Regions from separate parts of the Mus musculus genome. Here region 1 is linked to region 2. Evidence: chromatin contacts called from public HiChIP or PLAC-seq data. All regions are on one chromosome and are shown on one strand. The core of a region is the stretch at or near the end of the contact, and the rest is flanking DNA. Distances in the headings are between cores, read along the strand shown. Region 1 has its middle 6.3 kb from the start of Gm46015. Region 2 holds the start of Axl (AXL receptor tyrosine kinase).

Region 1 (6,069 bases), core at 1,476-3,975, 43 kb before region 2:
TTCAATTTTTTTCTTAGAAAACAGAAATGTTGTTGCAAGCCTTTAACCAGCAGAAGAAGGTAGAAGTGGGCAGATCTCTGTGAATTTGAGCCCAGCCTGGTCTATACATACACCAGGCTACCCAGGGCTACATAACAAAACCTTCTCTAGAAATAAGTTCACAAAAGAATTTTGGATGGTTATAGAACATAGTGGATTCAAGACAAGCCTAAGCTATAGAGGAACCTTATCTAAAGACCATCCCTCACCCCCCACCCCCCCCAAAAAAAAAACAAATGAGAGGGGACATCACTATATTACTTTGTCTTTCTGTTATATGAATGCTATTTCTCCATGCTTGCAGCAGCAGAAGTAAAAGGATTTAAGAAAAAAAGTTTTTGGTATGTTTGTGTATATTTGTGCGTGTGTGTGTGTGTGTGTGTGTGTGTGTCTGTGTGTCTGTGTGTGTGTGTCTGTGTGTCTCTGTGTGTGTGTGTTTGTGTGTGTGTCTGTGTATGTGTCTGTGTGTGTCTGTGTGTGTGTCTGTGTATGTGTCTGTGTGTGTGTATGTGTGTGTGTATGTGTGTGTCTGTGTGTGTGTGTCTGTGTGTGTGTGTCTGTGTGTCTGTCTGTGTGTGTGTGTGTGTGTGTGTGTGTATGTGTGTCTGTGTCTGTGTGTATGTGTGTGTGTGTAGATACCCTCAGAGACCAGAAGAGGACATCAGATTTCCCGGAACTGGATCACAGGTTGTTGTGAGCCACCCAGCATGGATGCTGAGACCTGAGCCCAGTTCCTCTAAAAGAGACAATGAGTGTGTTTTGTTTTGTTTTGTTTTGTTTTGTTTTGTTTTGTTTTGTTTTGTTTTGTTTGAGACAGTGTCTCTCTGTGTAGCCCTGGCTGTCCTGGAACTCACTCTGTAGACCTTGAACTCAGAGAGATCCACCTGCCTCTGCCTCTCCAGTGCTGAGACTAAAACACCTGGCATATAAGTGCTCTTAACCATCGAACAGTCTCTCCAGCCCAGGGATGAGAACTGTTCAAACTTGAGACTCAAGGAACAGCTCCATGATTAAGAGAACATACTGCTCTTCCACAGAATCCAAGTTCAGTTTCCAGTACCAAGTCAGGTGGCTCACAGCTTCTGTAACTCCAGCACCAGGGAACCCAATGCCCTTCGCTTCCTTGGGCTCCTACAGTCATGTGTGCATTCCCCCATGTGCGCACGCACGCACGCACACGCACGCATAATTTAAAATAATAAAAGTAGGTTATTCTCTTAAAAAATGTTAGAGGCTGGAGAGATGGTTCAGTGGTTAATACATGTTCTTGCAGAGGACCTGGGTTTGATTCCCAGCACCCACAAAGTGACTCACAATCATGTACAACTCCAGTTCCAGGTGGTATAAAGACCTCTTCTGACCTTGGAGGGCACCAGGAACATATATGCATGCAAAACACTTATACACATAAGTAAATCTTTTAAAAAAAATTTTTTTTAACTTAAGTGGTGGTGGTGTAGCTCAATTGGTAGAGTGCCTGCCTAGCAGTCATAAAGCCCTGGACTCAATCCACGGCACCAAACACCAGGTGTTGCATGTTCATAGCCCCAGCACTCAGAATGGGGAAGCAAGAGATTCAGAAGTTCAGGGTCCCCCTCAGTTAGTCATAATGTGAGTTTGAAACCAATCTGGGCTTCATGAGACCCTGTCAGACAAAAGAAACAGAGAAGCATAAAGACATGAGCACTGGGAAGAGGAGCCAGGGATCTCCAGGTTCACTGACAAGACATCCTGGGTTAATTGCTGAGCCCTGGGTCAGTGAAAGACCCTGCCTTTAAAATAATTAATAATAATAATGATGATGATGATGAATATATATAGTACATGTTTGTGTGCATATATGTGTGTATATGTATGTATTTATATATTTGTGTGTATGTATATATATGTATATATATATGTGTGTGTGTGTATATATATATATATATATATATATGTATATATATATAAAACTAAAAAAGAGGTGTCAACTGAGAAACAGCACCTAAAATTGACCACTGACCTCTCCATGCACCTACCTGCACACACACACATACACACACACACACACACACACACACACACACACACACGCACACACACGCACATGCATGCGCACACTCCAAAAGTGAAGTCTAATTATTAAATGTCTTCCCTAACATTTCTGGCAAACTCTGTAATGAAGAAATATAATGATACCATTATACAAACTCTCATGGGATGAGGAGGTCAAAATACTCTGTTTTTCTTTGATACATTTCAAATTGGTTGCCTAGAGAAACTTAGACAATGATCTGTTTCTCCTGGCCTCTGCTAGACTATGAAGGATTGAGTCAGGACTGTTGGTTTCCAAGTCCCCAGAACCCCCAGAGTGTGGCCTGAGCATGGAAATGGCTCCCAAGCCTGAGGTGGGGCTTTGTAGGTCTTTGATACCAGGCACCTCTGGAGGCATCTGCTACATCCTTGACTTCTGGATCTTCTCCAGACATTCATTATTCTGGAAGCCCAGGCATGCTGATTTTTTTTAAAGAGAGAAGCAGATGGGATTTACTTTCTCTTTGGAGATGTGGGTGTTAGGAAAACAATGACTCCCAGAAAGGAACTCTCAGGAGCCTGTAACCTTCTCCCTACTCTGTGAGGGTGATGTTTCCTTCTGGAAGGGCAGTACGCACAAGCCCAGGCTGGTTCAGGCAAAGAAAGTTAAACATTTATAACTGCAAGAGCTGCCTGACTGAAAGTGCGGTGTGGCTGAGACAGCCAGTAGCCTGGGAGGGAGTATGCCGAGAAAAGAAATCCTTTTCACGCGGTCTTTTGAAATTAGTAACAAACCTGTTTACACAAGTTAGTACAGTTAGAGGAATGGAATGTCCGTGAAAAGTTAAAATGGAGAAAATAATGATAGCCACTCTTGGGTGGTGGTAAGACTTGGGGTTCACCCCAGGCACAAAACAAGCACCCTGAACTTTAGTTGCCACACATTGACTAACCGAACCAGAATTTGCCAAAATGCAATACAGGCATTAATCCTAGGACTCCTGTAATTCTCAGGGAGAGGTATTGATGCATTGCCTAGACTTGCTGGGTGAGATCACTGGGAAAAGACTCCTGCCCATGGCCACCCACAAGGCCAGCGTGGGGTTTGAACACAGCACGAGAGCAAGAAGGGAAGAAGGGGAAAGATTGTGGTGTCCATCTCTGACTCCCTTCCACCCGCTCTTCCTTCTCAGAGTTTTTTGGTCCCTCTAGGTCTTCCACCTCGCCTGGTTTAGCCCTCTAACCACAATGCAATCGGAAAGCAGTAGCTCAATAGCTGGAGCATGCTCTGGTAGACACCGTGTGCATGCAATGGAGTGAGCCTGCAAGAAGCAAGTCAGCTCATGAGGAAGAGTGTGGCATAGCTGGGCAGAGGGTCCCAGAAGGAGGCAAATAAAGAGAAAGTCAGAGTAGGACCCTATCCTAGAAAGCCAGACACTGGGAAAATAATCTACTGTCCTCCAGTCCCAAGTTCCTCGATACAAGACAGAAAGGATAGTACCCAATTTAAAGAATCTAATGGGGAAGAGCCAGAAAGATAATTCCCAGCACCTACATGGTGTAACTTCGGTTCCAGGGCATATGATGCCCTCTTCTGTCCTCTGTGGATACGTCCCATGTGATGCACAGACATACATGCAGGCAAAACGCTCATGCACATAAAAATAAATCTAAAAAAAAAACTTTAAAAAGGAATGAATGGAAAATAGTTGCAGATATGAGCTGTATTTACAGAGGAGGAAAACTGGGAGTCGAACAGCCTAGTCAAAGCCACACAAAAAGACGGTGGCTGTGGCAGAGCAAACTGAATTCAGGGAACTCCCTTTGTCAAAAATTTCCTTTAAAGAAACAAACAAACAAACAAACAAAGTCCCACCCCCATTCCCCATCATCCCCAAAACCTTGTCGATCCTTCCTGGTGCCCCCTCTGAGCATCACCACTGTTGTTTTGTTGTTTTGTTTGTGGTTTTGTGAGGGTTTGCCATTGGTTGAGTTTGTTATGGGATATTATTTGGGGGTTTAAGAGACAGAATCTCACTTTGTAGCTCACATTGGTCTGAAACGTGCAATCCTCCTTTGCCAGCTTCCCAAGGACAGGGGATCGCTGATGTGAGCCACCAAGGCCCAGAAACCAGATGCTGAGACTTGTCAGGCCTGGGTGCCTGGGTGAGACAGATGGGACTGGTCTCTCCTCCCTGGTCTAGGCAGAGAAACCAGAGCTCTACAAATAACCCAGCCCATTTGGCTAGGAGGAGAGGGGCTTCAGGAGAGGCCCGGAAGCCAGGTCAGGAGGGACTGGACCCACTGGGCTCAGAGGGCAGATCAAGGAGAGGGCAGCACAGAAGGAAACAGACTTCCTTTGACTCGGGCATCTGAAATTCAATTCTCAACCCAGAAAAAAAGATGCAGAACTGATTTTAAAAGGAAAGGCCTGGAAACCATCAGAGCTCAGCTATGTCTCTGGGGGCAACAGAGGGAGACATATGTCAAAGTCATTTTGTGAAACACCTCCCAGAAGTCAAAACAAGTGAGGCAGAACCACCCTCGTGGATAAAGACAAATGCAAAAACTAAGTAAGCCTCCAGTTGCAAAAGATTTAGGTGTGGGAGCTGGGGAGACACCTCACACTGTAAAACCCTTGCCTTGCAAGATTAAGGTCAGGGGTCAAAACCACAGAACCCACACAGAGCTGTGAAGTGCACCCCTAATCTGGCACTAGGACAAGACAGGGGGAGACAGAAAGGACATCTGGAAACAGACAAGACAATAATGACAGAGACCCAGGCTTCAATGCTGTGAAAGACAAGGAGCAATATCAGAGCTTGATCCTACACACATTTCACCATGACAGGCATATCACACGCACGCACGCACACGTAGCACACAAGAATAGGTTCCAAATGTGTGCCAAGCTATTGAGCCTGCAAAGGAAGATTTCTGTAAATGTTGTAGCCCAGGCTGTCCTGTGTAGGCATAATGTTTTTGTGAACTCTGTAAAGGTTATCTTTGTGTTATTCAAATGTTGACTTCTCTGCCCTCATATCTTGTTTCAAGGCAGACATGACATTGTAATGTTTAGGTCAAGAATCTCCTGTCTCAAGTTTGTGTAAACATTCTTACAACTTTTTTAAAAAGTATGAAATTTAAATAAGAAAATAAAGAGACTTAAGAGAGACAAATATATTTTTTCCATATTAAAAGACAGGAAACACTATAAAAGAGGGCATTTTGACCCCCCATTTGTTTTGACTGTCAGCATACAGATAATATGTTCAGTAATAACTATAATTCTATATATCCTTTTTAAGAAAGATCAACCTAGGGGGCTGGCGAGATGGCTCAGCAGGTAAAAGCACTGATTGCTCTTCTAGAGGTCCTGAGTTCAAATCCCAGCAACCACATGGTGGCTCACAACCACCCGTAATGAGATCTGACGCCCTCTTCTGGTGTATCTGAAGTCAGCTACAGTGTACTTCTGTATAATAATAAATAAATCTTTGGGCTTGAGTGAATGGGGCTGACCAGAGCAAGCAGAGATCCTAAAAACTCAATTCCCAACAACCACATGAAGGCTCACAACCATTTGTATAGCTACAGTGTACTCACATACATAAAATAAAAAAATAAGTCTTAAAAAAAAAAAAAAGAAAGAAAGAAAGAAAGAGGCCGGGCGTGATGGCGCACGCCTTTAGTCCCAGCACTTGGGAGGCAGAGGCAGGCGGATTTCTGAGTTCGAGGCCAGCCTGGTCTACAGAGTGAGTTCCAGGACAGCCAGGGCTACACAGAGAAACCTTATCTCGAAAAAACCAAAAAAAAAAAAAAAAAAGAAAGAAAGAAAGAAAGAAAGAAAAGAAAAGAAAGCGTTCAGACTTGGGCTTGGGTTCCGGCGACATGGCTGAACGCACCAAGAAGGTCGGCATCGTCGGCAAGTACGGGACCCGCTATGGTGCCTCCCTCCGGAAAATGGTGAAGAAAATTGAAATCAGCCAGCACGCCAAGTACACTTGCTCCTTCTGT
Region 2 (5,591 bases), core at 3,024-5,523:
ATCTTTGGATCCCTGAATGAAGGACACACTCATTCGTTTATTTTTGAAATGCCTTGGCTACCTCAAAGGCTGGGCACTCCTAAATCTTGCCCCGCTAGCATGCTTTCCCCTCATGTACTCCTGGCTCAACACTTTCTAAATCTACTTTAAAAAAAAGACTTTCAATCATGGAATTGATGAATGTACTCGAACTTAGAAAATATGAAGCTATTCAGTTAACTTTCAAACAGGTATCTAAGAACTTCAGTGAAGTTTTTCAGAAGTTGGTACCCGGTGGCAAAGCAACTTTGGTGATGAAGAAAGGAAATGTGGAGGGCAGCCAGTCTCAGGACGAAGGAGAAGGGAGCGGCGAGAGCGAACGGGGCTCTGGGTCACAGAGCAGTGTTCCAACAGTTGACCAGTCCACACGAGTTGGGGTCAGGGTGTCGTTTACAGGGAAGCAAGGGGAGTTGAGAGAAATGCAACAGCTTTAAGGAGGACAGAAATCTCTGGCAGCCCTTGCTCTCATTTTTGCCATTCAGAAATGTGACCCCGCTCCTTTTTACCTGTTTGATGAGATCGACCAAGCTTTGGATGCTCAACACAGAAAAGCTGTGTCAGATATGATTATAGCGCTAGCTGTGCATGCCCAGTTTATTACTACTGCCTTTAGGCCTGAACTGCTTGAGTCAGCTGACAAATTCTATGGGGTAAAGTCCAGAAATAAGGTTAGTCACATTGATGTGATCACAGCAGAGATGGCCAAAGATTTTGTAGAAGACGATACCTCACATGGTTAACTGAAGAATAATGATTGCTGTCTTGGAAGATGTGTATAATAATGTGGTCCATACCCAGGAACTGTAAATTTTAAAACTAAGTATTTGGTTATTATTGAGTTTTTGGATTTAGAGTACACAGTCCTTTTATACTTGTCTTTGTATTTTATAAGCTCCCCTGCAATGTTACATTTCTACATACAGGTGAGGAATTTTATTTCCTAAGCGGATTTTTGTAAAGTGTCCTCCTATTTTAAATCTTTTGAGATATTCCAAATATTCTTCCCAATTATTTTATAGCTTCTATTAAATAATTGGTTTGTGACTAACCTAGAGTAAATGTGGCCTTTGGTCTTTGTACTGGTTAGAAACATTAAATACATATTTTGCATTCTTAAAAAAGATTTTATTTATTTAATGTATGTAAGTGCACTGTAGCTGTCTTCAGACACGCCAGATCCCATTACAGATGGTTGTGAGCCACCATGTGGTTGCTGGGAATTGAACTCAGGACCTCTGGAAGAGCAGCCAGTGCTCTTAACTGCTGAGCCACCTCTCCAGCCTCCTTGGATCTACTTTTAACTTTGCTGCGCTGTTACCTTCTGTAGGGCCCATTGGTCTCTGATGCCCAAGGTGTTTCTGAGCAGCCTTTCCGGCGGCCGCTTTCCCTACATTTCAGATGATGTTCCCTCTGCAGCTCTAAATCTGATCCATCTCTCTCCACGCTCCCCCCAACCCCGTGATTCACAGTGATCCTGAAAGTCTGCGTTTCCTCCTTTCCCCTGTGTCCTAGCCCCACCAACTCTAAGGGTCCCACCCTGCCTCCCTTTGCCCAGCCATTAGTCACTGGCATCTTTATTGATCAATCAAAAACTAACTTTAGTGTTTGCACAAACAAGCACATTCCCTGTCAAATCAAAGCATTAGGCCCGATCTCCAACACCCACCAAACATCATGCATCCTCCACCCAAGTCTGCCGCAGCCAGCCCAAGTCTGTGGAGTCCCAACAAAAGCAGATCAACTATGCAACGTAAGGCAGACCAATACCTGAGTGCTGTTAGCAAAGAATCCTTCATCACGTGTCCCTTCACACACTTGCTTTAGCAGAACATCCTCTCTCCTGTGTGTGTCTCTCAGCGAAACATTCCTTCATGAGTCTACCTTAGCCTTTCACACCTATGTCTGCTTTAATGAAACGTCCCTTCATGTGTTTGCCCCAGCAAAATATCATCCAACCGACTTTCCAAAGAACCCTAAAGTTTCCACTTCACCCCAGAGATGCCTTTTTTTCTTCTTATCTACAGTATGGCAAGGCCTTTTCTAAGGGTTGCAGCAATATCTGCGATATCCCCCAGGCTGTCCTCCCAGCGTCCACCAGCAGAAAGGAGAGACAGGCAGGAAACAGAATTGTGCAATAACTCCATAATGACAATAAACGGGGCCTGCTGCCAATGAAAAGCACCGGGTAAGCTGGGTGTGGTGGTGCTTGCCTGTCACCCAGCACTCTCTGGAGGGCAAAGCACGTAGGACTGAGAGTTCAAGACCACCCTTGGTGATATAGTGAGACCATCTCAGAAAAAGGCGGTGCTGAGAGGGAGCCGTATATTGAAGGAGTAGAGCTAGGTTAGACAGGAGGGGGCTGGAAAGGATGCAAAAGAAAAGGGAGGAGAGGTGGGGCTGAGGGAGGTGTAGGAGCTTGGGACAAAGTGCCACAGAAAGCTGTTCCACAGCCTGTGAGGGAGCTGTTTCGGGTGAGAAAATGAAAACTGACCAGGGAGGTGAGGACACGCTCAGGTGGCAATGAGGGGTGCTTGTAAGAAGCCCGTGGCTTTATCCTAAAGGCTGAAGCAGAAGATGGGATACAGCTAGGTGGTATCGGAGAGGGAAGGAAGGGAGAAGGAAAGGATCAGATGGGATGTGGGATAAGAAACACCCTGTGGCTGCTAAAAGGGAAACGTGATGGAAGAAGCAATCGGGCCACTGAAGGAGCAAATTATAGCTGGGATCCAGGAGGGAAAGGGCAAGGCTAGACCAGGGTGAGACTCTAAAGAGGCAGCCACATAGGAGAGAGGTTTGTAAGGCTGAGCTCTCCCTGGGATTCCATGCAACCAATCCACACTGAGCGTTCAGGAGGACCCCAGGGCTCAGACTAGGTGGCAGGTTAGATGCCGGGGCTGCCACATCACTGAATCAAGATACAAACAGGATGGTGGTTATGGTTAGGACCGAGAGCGAGCAGCTGAGAGGCTTGGAGTTGATCATCAGAGAAGTGGGGAGTCTAGAGGACAGACATGGGGGGGAGGGCTGTCTCAGAAACATCCTCCTAGATCCCAACCAAGAGATGGATTGGAGGCAGGGGGATGGAAGGAGGAGTGGTGGATATGGAGAAGGGCAAAGGGAGAGAGAGAGAGAGAGATGCCAGGAGGTGACATGGGATTCTGTGGTGATCAAAAGCAGCTCAATGATTTGATCAAGAAGCAGCCTGACTAATGAAGAAGAGAACTGGGTACTAGGAGGCCATCTGAGCATGCCCTCTATGGCAAACACCTAGAGGCATAGAAGCAGACATGCAGCAGAGGCTTAATACTGGCTCCGGATCTGCCAGGGCTGGATACAAGAATCCTGAGGCAGAGGAACAACCAGCATGGGTAGCAAAAATCCCGGGCACCTCGTCATCTGGGCCACCCTGTGCAAGAAACTGCATGCACTTTGACCTAGATCATTCTCGCACTAGCCTGCTGCATTAGCAGGGGCTGTCCTCGTCCCCATCTTAAAGCTAGACACACTGAGGTACAGGAAGACAGGCATTTGCCCATTGCCCAAAGTCATGTGGCTGGGCTAGAGCTGGGGTTGTCACTTCAGTCTGCTGCCACCTCTGGATTCCTGTTTCTGTGTTCAAGTGGGCTTCGGTGGGTTTGAGTGTTGATGTGCCCTCAGTGAGTACCCTGATCCCCCATATGCCAGTCCCGCAGTGACCTTCCATTTGTAAGACTTCTCCCCAGGCAAGCTCCTGACCCGGCTCATCTGAGGGTATCTGTGGGCAGGCAGCATGCCATTGCATGTCTCTACCTGTCCCAGCTTCTGTGTCAATGCAGAGAGAGAGAGAGAGAGAGAGAGAGAGAGAGAGAGAGAGAGAGAGAGAGAGAGAGAGAGAGAGAGTCCTTGTTCAAGCTGCGAGTGTGAGGGGAATTGGAGGAGGCCTGGCAGGCTGGGCTGAGGGTGGGGGCCCAGAAAGGGGGGCTGGGGGGCGTCTTGGGCTGAGAGGAGTGGAAATTCTACAGGAATGTTTACCAGACCCTGAGAGTTCAGGGGGACACAGCGCCCATCCTCCTAACTCACCAGCCCAGGATCGGCCTCAGCCACCATGAGCCACCAAGGTCTCCTTCCTCCTCCCCAGCCTCTCTCCAAGGCGCCCAGGCTCCTTTAAGACAAGGCAGATCCCGTACTCTTCACTCCTAGTTAACCCCTCCAAGTCCCAGTGGCCCCAAGGCTGGGGCCCTAGTGGGCGGAGGCAGAGGGGGAGCCAGGGGCGGGGAAAGAAGTCTGGGAGTGAGAGAATGAGGCAGGGTAGCCGGGAAGGCGGCTAGCTGCGGAGGAGTTGAGCCAGCCGAGGGGCTCCCGCTGTGCCAGGCGGGCAGTGCCAAATCCCAGGAGCCCAGGGGTGGGGGGAGGGCCGGGGACAACCCGGCCCTGCCCCCTTTCCTAGCGAGGTGCCCATCAACTTCGGAAGAAAGTTTGGCATCAATCTGAGCTGTTGGTGTCTGGAGGATGGGCAGGGTCCCGCTGGCCTGGTGGTTGGCGCTGTGCTGCTGGGGGTGTGCAGCCCATAAGGGTGAGTGATGGGGTCTCACTGAGGCAGAGACGCCGGCTGATGCGATCCAGGGCAGGGGCAGTGAGGAGGTGGGGGCTGGCTGGCAGGTGTTATGGGTACTGGGCTGGCTTAGGGAGTTTCCTTGGGACGACAGAGTGCTGGCCTGGGCGCGCGCGGGGGGGGGGGCGGGGGGGGCGGCAGAAAGACACAGACTCAAAGAGCCTGGAGTTAGGGAAAGCAACTCAGAGAGGAATAGAAGGACAAGAAACAGTAACCGGGAGGACCAAAAGATGGACTGGGCAGAAAGACAGACAGGAGGAGTTGAGGGAGGGCTGGGGGGTTGAGGAATCTGTGTCCTGAGGAGAGGGACAGAGCTAGAGGGTCCAGATTACAGAAAGGGCTCTTTCCCCAACAAACACAGAGGAAGACTAGAGAAGGAGGGTTTGGGAGTCCTGGGCCCCCTTTGTCACTGCTGTCCCCCTCCACTTGTTCTTGCCCTGCTGGAGTGCTCTCTCTCTCTCTCTCTCTCTCTCTCTCTCTCTCTCTCCCCTCCCCTCCCCTCCCCTCCCCTCCCCTTTCCTTTCCTTCTCTGCTCCGTTTTCTTTTCCTCTATCTCCCAGTCCAGACTGTGAAGTCTCTAGAGACCAGAATGGCAAGGACCGGCCCTGCCAGGCAGTCCAGGGCGTGGGAGGCTGCCAGATCCCAGGCCTTCTTCCTAACAGACTGGACATGAGATGGAAGCCGGACCTCAATCCCCTGGGAAGACTCCTATCCTCTCCCATGCCTCCACCCCACCCCCCTCTGAGGTCACTCTACAACTATGTGGGGTCCTGGCAACCATGGGCAGATAGGGAAGGTGGACCAGAGGAGCAGCGAGCTGCGGGTTTCCTAACCATGCTCCTTACCATCTCCCTGACAGACACACAGACCGAGGCTGGCAGCCCGTTTGTGGGGAACCCAGGGAATATCACAGGTGCCAGAGGACTCACGGGGACACTTCGGTGTGAGCTCCAGGTTCAGG

What was found. HiChIP or PLAC-seq counts read pairs in DNA pulled down with a chosen protein or histone mark.
Region 1: an HNF4G HiChIP or PLAC-seq map of pancreatic cancer cells shows a contact between it and region 2. The contact joins the enhancer-like site here to the promoter of Axl in region 2. A contact is called at or near these places in 1 of 39 promoter capture datasets (hematopoietic stem and progenitor cells), 2 of 484 Hi-C or Micro-C datasets (pre-megakaryocyte-erythroid progenitors and uterus), 6 of 115 datasets of contacts at active chromatin or transcription factors (effector CD8 T cells, embryonic stem cells, extraembryonic endoderm stem cells and 3 more) and 3 of 9 other capture datasets (adipose tissue, liver and pancreatic islet).

What each region holds. Positions count from the first base shown.
Region 1 is chr7:25,828,752-25,834,820 of GRCm38.p6, reverse strand. It overlaps the pseudogene Gm4613. Among named protein-coding and RNA genes, the nearest start is that of Gm46015, 6.3 kb to the left of the region's middle. Within about 2 kb of position 2,725, at least 63 of the 459 cell types and tissues checked have an H3K27ac peak or open chromatin away from gene starts, as enhancers often do. A contact at or near this core is called in adipose tissue, liver and pancreatic cancer cells, where this site is marked.
Region 2 is chr7:25,787,415-25,793,005 of GRCm38.p6, reverse strand. It overlaps Axl (AXL receptor tyrosine kinase), which reads left to right and starts at 4,273. Exons shown (of 20, transcript NM_009465.4): 1 at 4,273-4,591; 2 at 5,490-5,591. The coding sequence starts at 4,528. It also overlaps the pseudogene Gm29763.